3 separate regions of the Mus musculus genome follow, and regions 1 and 3 are each linked to region 2. The links are chromatin contacts, called in public Hi-C and promoter capture Hi-C maps. All regions are on one chromosome and are shown on one strand. The core of a region is the stretch at or near the end of the contact, and the rest is flanking DNA. Distances in the headings are between cores, read along the strand shown. Region 1 holds the start of Kcnn1 (potassium intermediate/small conductance calcium-activated channel, subfamily N, member 1). Region 2 holds the start of Rad23a (RAD23 homolog A, nucleotide excision repair protein). Region 3 holds the start of Ano8 (anoctamin 8).

Region 1 (3,201 bases), core at 218-2,717, about 14 Mb after region 2:
ACAGGCGCCTGGAGGAGAGCTAGATGGACAGTGAGCACCCCAATTTTGATGACAAACGGGGGCATGCCCCCAATCCCTGGGGGCTGTGAGAGGCTGAGGTGTGTCTCAGGAGACTGAGTGCTTTGCCAGTGTTTATGACGCCCTGGCTTCTGTTGTTAGCACGGAACAAATGGGGCTTGGTGGCCCAGGCCTATCCTGTCAGGTAGGACCTGAGAGGTAGAGGCAAGATGGCCAGTTCCAGGCCATCCTCAGCTCTATAGTAAGTCTGAGCCTCACAGATATGAAACCCTTTCTAAAACAAAAAGCAAAACAATTCCTGGGTAGGGGGTAGGCAGGGAAGGCCCACAGCCACAGGCTGAGGTGGCCACATGCAGAAGGTTTAGGGGCTGGAGGCAGAACCTGGTGCTCTTGGCCTGTCCCTCTGTGGTGTCTCCTGGAACCTGCTTACATCTATCACCCCAGGCTGGTTCCATCTGGCTCCACCTATGTGGATAGTGCAGATGTGGTCCCCAACACCTGGACTGTCACTCTGTTGGTGGCTCTGCTGGGGCTCAGTGCTGTCACTGCTCCCAGGCCACTTGCTGGCCACACATCTGCCCCTCAGTCCTTCCTGAGGCCCTCTAAACTGCAAAGACATTGGGCCAGGAAGAAGCAGGAGCTGGGTGGCTGGGGTGGGGGTGGGGAGGGGATTAGGGAGGGGATACACACACTCATCGCTCGGCTGCAGGCAAACCTCAGCTCCCCAGCTTGTCAGTAATCACGTGACTGAAGGGGCGGAGACTAGACTCCTTGGTCTCTGGGATGTCTTAGAAGACACCTGAAACTCCAGCACCTTAGGAAGTAGGCTGAGAGGAGGATTTCAGTGAGTAAATTCAAGATCAGCTTTGGCTACAGAGCTATCAAAACAAACAAACAAAACCCAAGACCACAAAAAATGTTGCATGAGCTGGAAAGGGGGGCCCAAAACTGTCCCAGCGCTCAGGAGGTGAAGGGAGAAGGAACAGAACTTCAAGGCCACTCAAGGCTAACCTGGACTCCCTGGTAAGTTCTAGCGCAGCCTGTACTTCACAGTGAGTTTGACGCCAGACTAGGTTATGTGAGACCTTGATTCAAAACAAAAACTTTCATGAGTGAGCTCTGTAAGTTTGGCTTGAATGATGGGGGCAGAGCAGGTTCGGGGGTCTCCCCAGCCCTGATGATTGCAGCTGCCTGGAGCTCTTTCTGCCCGCAAGGCTAATAGGGTTTAAGATCGGGGTCCCTGAGGTGAGCGGGCTTGTCTGTCCCCAGAGATGAGGTCCAGGTGTGCAGGATCACCTGCAATAGCCAGCTGCCTGTGCACAGATGCCCATCACCGGGGTTCTTATTCTTGCCCAGTGCCCAGGAGGGAGCTTTAAGCATGGGCGGAGCCTGCGGGGTCATGGGGGTGGGGCCTGGTGCACTCAGCCAATCCAAGGCGCCGCTCATACGGGGCGGCGCTGCTCCCCCTCCCTGGCCGGTCTCGGCGGGGACGCGCTGGCACGAGGGTCCAGGTCCCCGCCCGCAGGTATTGGCGAGAGGAAGCGGGGGTGAGGGGGCTGGGGGGGCAGTAATAGCGGGTCCCTGGGCTATGCGACTAGGGACGACGCTGGGGATGGTGTTGCCACGCGGTCAGGGGTCAGGGACACAGAAGAGAGGGTGCGCGTGTCCCCCGGTGAGGGAAGATTGCGAGTGGGAGACGCTGAGTCCATAAAGTCCATGCACAAGGATGGATGTGATACGGCCAGTGACATGAGCACTCTTCGGCCACCCTAAACTGAGGTCAAGGTGCTCAGTGACAGCACCTGGGCTGCCAGACTGGCCTTGTAAGCTCCCTGGTAGCCGGTGTGCAAAGGGCAAGCAGAGCCGGGCACCCTGAGGAGTCAGTGAGCCTGGTGAGAAGAGCTCTGGCACCCTTCCTCAACTCCATTTCCCCACCAGCTGCTGGGGAGGCCACCTGACACAGGTCTAGTGTCTTGGGAGTTTCTGTCATGAGCCGTTATCACTGTGGTTCCTACAAGAGTTGTGGGAGGTGGGTGCCTCCTTGAGACTCACAGCAAGGGACACCTATTGATCCGATTTTATTTTATTTTGAGACAGGTTCTCAGGTAGCCCTAGTTGGCCTCAAAGGCCAGGCTAGCCTTGCTGTTTAGCACCTCTTGATAGGTATGTATCACCAGTCCTAGCATGGCGACTTACACCTGCCATCCCAGCACCTGGGGTTTGCCACAGTGCCAACCTGCACTATAGATTGAGAGCCTGTCTCTAAAGTAAATAAATAAAATTACAGAAGACAAGAGAAAACGGACTGAGCTGGTACCCCAGGCTCCATGACAGAAAGCAGCTCTGTCCTCAGCTCACAGCCACTCGGGCAGAGCCAGCCTGGTTCCCTGTCAAGGTCCTGCCCTCAGCCACCGCCAGGCTGTGTCCCTTAGTCTGTGTCTGACTCGGTGCTGGCAGAGGATCCAGGGGCCACCCAACCTCCCTCAGCTTTGCTCTTCTTTTTAAAACCAGAAGAGGTATCCCCCTTGTGCCTGGGGCAACAGACAGTCCTTTTAACTGGAGGCTCAAAACACAGCCAGCCCAGGACTGGTCACTGAGCCCTGCCTGCTCTGCATCTGTCCTGTGCCAGCCAGCCTGCCCAGGAAGAGGCTGTCTCAGGGAACAACATGGCAGCACCTAGGCTTGGCATATGTGTCAGACAGCTGAGTCACAGCCCCATATTGCCTCTTCACCTGTGTGTCTTGCAGGCACCCAGGCCACCTTGTCACCTGCTGTTGGTAGCTTGAGGGGCAGGGGGTGCTCATGGGCCAGGATGATTGCAGGGCATGCTGGTGTCTGGGAGGTTAGGCGCTGGGGAACTGAAGCAGACTTTGAGCAGGGGTCGGTAGACACTGACTTTCCAGATGATCCTGGACTCTCCTGAGCCTTGGAATGTTCTGGAATGGCCAAGGTGATGTTCAACCTTTGCTGTCTCCACAGGTCCATTCAGAAGCTCTGCTGCGGAACCATGCTGGGCCCCAAAGGGCCTGCTGCACGCCCAGCCCACGGAGGCAGGTGGCCATGAGTAGCCACAGCCACAATGGCAGCGTGGGGCAGCCTCTGGGCAGCGGGCCTGGATTCCTGGGCTGGGAGCCTGTGGACCCTGAGGCAGGCCGCCCCCTGCAGCCCACCCAAGGCCCAGGC
Region 2 (3,082 bases), core at 225-2,724:
AACAAAATTTCTATTAAATTAAGTTTTGTGTCTTCCCTATTGTGTCTCCTTCTCTGGGAGGATGTACATCAGGAGCTAAAAGCAGCCTTTCTCAGGTGCGGGTGACGTATGTTTCAGCTACTGGAGTTTGCAGAGTCTCAGAAATGTCATTTATATGTATCCCATAGTCTCTAAATGGGAGAGTAGCCATCAGGTCTTGATCCTAAACTCATAGACGTGTAAGTTTTGATTCTAGCACAGACCTCATTGACAGACTGACTAGAATTTAGTGAATTCAAATATTAGCCATCTTGGTTAAAAGTGGGATGGATCTGTTGGACTGACACCTAGGAAAGCTGAGCAAAGTTCACAGTAGTGGGGTGCATGCTGGTAGATAATAGTCAAAGGGACTGACTGAGCTCAGGGACAGTGATCTACTTTCCCCAAGGGCCCATGGTTCTAGGACTGAGCTGATAAAGATAGATTCCAGGATTGGGTTATGTAGTTCAGTTGGACACTTAGCTAGCATGGCCTGGGTTCCATCCCCACCACAAGGAAAAGAAGAGACTCATTGTTGAGTCTCAAGGCTGCCTTTTATACTCTAGTGTAGTAGGTTGAAGAATGGGCAGGAGGAAGCCTGTGTTCTTCACAAGAAAGTTGTGATCTAGCTTTCAATTCTGGAGTCTAGACTCAAGTGAAGGGAGGGAGGCAGGCCTTGGTTAATTGCCTGATCATTGGTGTGGATAGAAACACTGGGCAAAGCAAGCATCTAAGAGGATGGTGATGTTAGTTCTGTTTGAGAGTCCCTTAAATCACCCTGATGAACTGCCCTATCCTGAGTCTGACATTTTCATTACTTTTTGGTATGTGAGGGTGGTCTAAAGCTTCATGAATACTACCCCTTCCCCCCACGAAAAATGTAGGTACCTTAAGAGTTGGTGTAAGTAAGGAAAATTTATGGAGGGGAGAATTACATATTTAATATAAAAGAACCTTGAAAATGTTTGGATGAATAGGTAGGTCATTGCAGGATTACAAAGATGTGGGGAACTCATGAACTAGAAGTGTAAATTTATTCCAAAAATTAAGATGGTCCTTGAAAATGGGGTCACATAGTTGCCCTCCTCTACATTGATTGATGGTAACTTCTAGGCAGTCCTCTGCTAAGATTCCTTTTATTTTGACCAGATCCAAATTGGGTCACTTGAAATAGGCAGAATGTATGAAAAATAACTTAGGAGCAGAAATCTACAACAAACACCTTAAAAACTTTAAAAGTCCTTAGGAGCCATTTTGTGGGTATAATGACATCACTGTTAGCAGAAATGATGTCACCAAGACAGCGGAATGCTGGTGCACACAGCAAAAGCTCACAAAGCTAAGATTGCGCATGTCTAAGGTAAGGTGCAGCCGCGCATGCTCTAGAGGTCGAGGAGGGTGTCACCGGCGCTGACGATCGGCGGGCGCTGCACACTTGCCCCGGAAGTGCTTGGCGCGGCGCGGCTGGGCGCTAAGATGGCGGCGGCGTGAGTTGCATGTAGTACGAGGATCCCGGGGCTGCCGCATTGCTCCGGCCCCGCCATGGCCGTCACCATCACCCTTAAAACGTTGCAGCAGCAGACCTTCAAGATCCGCATGGAACCTGACGAGACGGTGCGGGCCGGAGCCCGGGGGCGGGAGCGACCGGGTGCCGGGGTGGGTGGGGGCAGGGATGCCGGGATCCAACGGGAGGGGCGGAGAGGACGCCGTGGCCAGGCCCTGCCCTCCCCCAGCAGCCCGACCTCCTCGGATCCCCCCGATCGGCCCTGCCCTGCCCCGGCGGCTCGGGCGCTGTTCCCGGGCCAGTCCCTGGGAGTTCCCAGGTCTGGCTCCCGTGTCAGCTGCGGGCTCCGCGTTCCCAGCCTGCAAGCTGCTCAGGTGGCACAGTTTGCCCTCAGTGCCAACGAGGTGCCGACTGGTGACTACAATGATGATAATAATAAATGGTCTTAATCTTAATAGTTTTGGTGGTCCGTCTTTGTTGGCCGTTTATTCTTTACCAGTTTATTCTTTACCAGAGTATTAGTGTCATCTTGCTGAGTCTGCAAAACAGTGTTGTCGTTTGGGGACTCCTGACTTTCCCCTTTTGACAACCACGGAGTTAAGGAACTTTGCCACGGTCACAGCCAATAATGACAGTGACAAGATTTTTTTTTTTCTCCATTTCACATAACAGCAGCCTAAACATGCTGTATGAACTTTTGTTTGGTTTTGCTTTTTGAGAGTGGAGTCTAGTCTTGTTCTTCTGGGCTCATGTGAACCTTCTTTACTTAACCTCCAAGTAACTGATATTGCTGTCTTGGGCCACCTCCCCTAAACCTTCTCAAAACATAGGTTGAAGCCATTGGTGTACCCTCAGTGAAGTCTAAGCTTGGTAGTCATGTTCATAATCTCTGAGCAGAGATTACCTGGAGTTCTAGGCCAGCCTGGGCTATGATGTTTTAGGCAAGCCTGGAGTTGAGTACAGAATAAAATCCTGTTCCAAAAATGGAGGGAAGAAAGATGACCTCAGTAAGTACAGAAAAGTTACTGTTTGAGGCCAGCGATGGATACACCGTTTCATTTTCTTATTACTGTTTCCCCTCCTAACCACATCCCATTGGAAATACAAGTTTGCTTTTCTTCTCACATCAGTGTCTTCTTCATGAGAACACTGACTTGTGTTTGTTCTGTTCCACAGGCCTCTGTAAAACAAGTTGTAAAACAGGTTGGGGATGGAGCTTTTGAATATACAAGGCCTGAGCTAGGGGTCTGTCCCCAAACCACCACTACCATTACACACACACACATATACACACACGGTGAACAGTTCCCGTGTCTGGCATGTAATAGACTGCTGTCAGCTCGATAGATTGAATAGGAATCTCATAGGATTGAAAGCAAAGCTTTTTCTCTAAACAAAAGGGAAGAAGAAGGGAACCTAAGGGTTCGTGATGGTCATTGTATTCTATTTGAAATGGTCTCACTATATAGTCCTGGCTAGCCTGGAACTTAAAGAGATCCACTTGTCTCTCCTAAGTGCTGGGATTATAAGTGTGCACAACTATGCCTGGATTTCACTGAG
Region 3 (3,293 bases), core at 565-3,064, about 13 Mb after region 2:
GTGAAGGAGCAGGCTCGAATACCAGGTTCTGGGCGGGCGGGGCTTCGCGAGCGCCCTCGCACTGCCAATTCTCTGGTTCTCGACTTGTGCGGGCGGGCGCTCTTTAGTTAGTGCTGCCGGGTACAGTATAGTCTCAAAGCCCTCAGGTTCCCATCTGCCCTACTTTCAGTCTGTGAAACAGGGACAGTGACGTTGTCCATCTCCTGTGGTCCCATCTTTTTTGTTTGTTTGTGTGTTTGTTTTTGTTTTGTTTTTTTCGAGACAGGGTTTCTCTGTGTAGCCCTGGCTGTCCTGGAACTCACTCTGTAGACCAGGCTGGCCTGGAACTCAGAAATCCGCCTGCCTCTGCCTCCCAAGTGCTGGGATTAAAAGCGTGCGCCACCAGTGCCCGGCCCCCGTGGTTCCATCTTAACACGTTTAGAGCAAGTGCTCATTACCTACTAAGTGCTCACAGGACTTCAGGGTGGGCCACTCTGAAGTGGGAAAACATGGGAGATCAGGGCTGTGGGTTTTGGTGCTTGCTTCTAAGTCTGACGACCTGAGTTCAATCCCCTGGACCCACATGGTGGAAAGAATCAGTTTCCACAGGTGTCCGTCCTCTCACCTCCATACACTCGCCAAAGCGCTCCTGCCCACAACAAACAAACATTCTTTAAAAATCTGGTATCAGGCTTAGCTTTGTGGTTGAGCATTTCCCAGCAAGCTGGACTTTTGACAGCCTCCCTTCCCACCTAGGATCACCCAGAACATAAAAGTTTCAGACAAACAACATTTCTTTGTGTAGTTGTCAGAACATACCAGTATATCTGAAATTCATTTAATCAGTGGCTTTATTTTTTGAGGCCTATTTGTTATTTAACGATGTGTAAGCTTTGGTGTCGGGCATATTTAGCATCCCCTGGCTCTGGAGTTACTGGCAAGTGTAGGTGCAGGAACCGAACCCTGGTCCTCGAGAAGAGCTACAAGTGTTATTAACCGCGGGGACATCTCAACAGCTTGGCCCACCCTTTTTTGACACAGTGTCTTGGAAGCCCGGGGTGATCATGAACTTGCTATGTGGCCTCTGAGGATGCCTTTGAAATCCCGATCTTTCTGCCTCTTGAGTGCAGGGCTGGTAGCTCCGTGCTGGGCCAGCGATCTACTGATTGAGTCACACCAGTCGTGCCCTTTAGCGGGACTCTTTTATTCCATTTATCTGTGTGTGCGAGGTGACGCTTGTCCGCATTGGTGTACAACTTGTGGCAACACCTTTATATGCAGTGAGTGCCTCAAGATTGTGTTTATTTGATAAATTTGGCACCTGAATCCTTATCCTTTTATGGAAGCTGTATTGTAGTAATAAGGGTTGTGTGGGAGCAGAGGGCAGTAATATGTTTTCAGAACCTGAACTGTATGTGCAAAGGCCCTGGGGGCAGGCAGGACCTGCTATAATTACTTACATTCCAGTTGGGGTACTTGAGGTATTGTTCTCAGGTATGTCACTCAGCCAGGTCCTCCCTCTCGCACCCGGCTCAGAATCCACCCCTTTGACCTCAATACTTTGTAGATGGGTAAACAGACTGAAGGGCTGAGGGTGGAAGAAAGTTCTTCTCAGTGTCGGCCTGAACAAGCACGGTAGATCCAAGTGGGCGGGCAAGAAGGAAGCGTACAAAAAAAGAAAGAAAGGAAGGAAGGAAGGAAGGAAGGAAGGGAGGAAGGAAGGAAGAAAGAAAGAGAGAAAGAAAGAAGAAAAGGAAAAACACTCGGGCGGGGACCGGAAGCAGAGATGAGGCGGGGGTGGGAGTGGGGGTGGGACTGAGTGACTGAGAGTGACCGCGCTGAGACTAGGAAGAAGAATTGAGGTTTGGCTTGGGCGGGGACGACAAGCAAGTGGAGCGCAGGGACGGCGGGCTGCGCGGGCGGGCGAGAGAGGCCTTTGTCTCCTCCTCCGGCGCGCTCGGTGGTGCCACTCCGGTCCTCATGAGCCCGTGGCCCCCCAGCGCCCGGGCGTCCCGCGGCCCCTAACCTGCCCTGTCCTCGCCATGGCCGAGGCGGCTTCGGGCGCCGGGGACGTGACCCTGGAGGGGGAGCGGGGCAAGAGGCCCCCTCCCGAGGGCGAGCCTGCGGCGCCTGCGTCTGGAGTACTGGGTATGTTTGCTGCGGGTGGCACCGAGACAGGTGTACAGGGTGCAGGCAGGGGCTGCAGGAGACGCCGTTCAGGGTCACACACCCTAGCGTGTGGCCCAGAGGCTGCTCCTCGTAGTGCTGCAGCTGCGGCGCAGGGCGCGGGGTTGGTCAATGGGTCTGCACCGGGGGTCCCCAGTGCAGGAACGTGGACACGCCCCTCTGATGGCCCCAGCCTGGCCCGTGTGAGCCTCGCCACCTGGAGACTCCCAGCACAGGGAAACAGGGCGATTAGGGTCCTGGGTTCAAATCCCATATTGGCTGGGTGACCTTGAGCTCGTGGATAGTCTCTGGGCCTCAGTTTGGTGACCTGTGAAATGGGAGGAAGGACTGCACTCTGCGCCTGCTTTAAGGACCGTTCTTTCATACCAAGAAGCACTCAAGGCAGCTTGTGGGCACCCCACCAATTGTGGTTTGGGAGGCAGGGTTGGGCCTCAACCATGAGTAAGATTCTTAAGGCAGGACCTAGGGGGAAGGGCCTGGCTGATGCAGGAGAGAAGAGAGCAAGCCCAGGCTATGGGTGCCTAGCCCTTGAGAGCTCTAATGAGGGCCGAGTCAGTCCCTGAAGGGGCCTGATCTCAGCCCAGCCTGCCACGCTGCCCCATAGATAAACTATTTGGGAAGAGGCTCCTGCAGGCTGGCCGCTACCTGGTGTCCCACAAGGCATGGATGAAGACAGTGCCCACTGAGGACTGCGACGTGCTCATGACCTTCCCAGGTATCCACACCTGTCTGCCATGGGCCCGGATGCTGCCTTTACCGCCTCGGTGGAAATGTGGAGGCCCTTGTGGGCACCTCTCGAGGCAAGACCCATTGGCCCCTATGCCCCTTGGCAGACACCACTGATGACCACACGCTGCTGTGGCTGCTGAATCACATCCGGGTGGGCATTCCCGAGCTGATCGTGCAAGTTCGCCACCACCGCCACACGCGTGCCTATGCCTTCTTTGTCACCGCCACATACGAGAGGCGAGTCCCCTGCCTCTACCTCCCTCTGGCCCTGTCACCCGGCTCCTTGCCCCTCTGAAGACCAACTGTGCTAACTATTCGTTTGTCCTAAGATGTGGCTCTCGCACAGTCCTTAGCTTGGGAATGGTAAGCCAGGAGTCCCATGGTGAGCCCACTATGCC

Evidence for each region. Promoter capture Hi-C pulls out the DNA fragments that hold promoters and counts their contacts. A called contact is a pair of places that touch in the nucleus more often than the background predicts.
Region 1: a contact with region 2 is called in a Hi-C map of B cells, with 5 read pairs. The contact joins the promoter of Kcnn1 here to the promoter of Rad23a in region 2. A contact is called at or near these places in 2 of 39 promoter capture datasets (cranial neural crest and frontonasal cranial neural crest) and 1 of 484 Hi-C or Micro-C datasets (B cells).
Region 3: a promoter capture Hi-C map of cranial neural crest shows a contact between it and region 2. The contact joins the promoter of Ano8 here to the promoter of Rad23a in region 2. A contact is called at or near these places in 1 of 39 promoter capture datasets (cranial neural crest) and 1 of 484 Hi-C or Micro-C datasets (B cells).

Annotation. Positions count from the first base shown.
Region 1 is chr8:70,855,274-70,858,474 of GRCm38.p6, reverse strand. It overlaps Kcnn1 (potassium intermediate/small conductance calcium-activated channel, subfamily N, member 1), which reads left to right and starts at 1,467. Exons shown (of 10, transcript NM_032397.3): 1 at 1,467-1,543; 2 at 2,998-3,201. The coding sequence starts at 3,079.
Region 2 is chr8:84,839,044-84,842,125 of GRCm38.p6, reverse strand. Rad23a (RAD23 homolog A, nucleotide excision repair protein) reads left to right here and starts at 1,474. Exons shown (of 9, transcript NM_001297606.2): 1 at 1,474-1,632. The coding sequence starts at 1,561. Calr (calreticulin) reads left to right here. Exons shown (of 9, transcript NM_007591.3): 9 at 1-38.
Region 3 is chr8:71,484,588-71,487,880 of GRCm38.p6, reverse strand. It overlaps Ano8 (anoctamin 8), which reads left to right and starts at 1,814. Exons shown (of 17, transcript NM_001164679.1): 1 at 1,814-2,127; 2 at 2,771-2,881; 3 at 3,000-3,132. The coding sequence starts at 2,022. It also overlaps a transcript of Gtpbp3 not described here.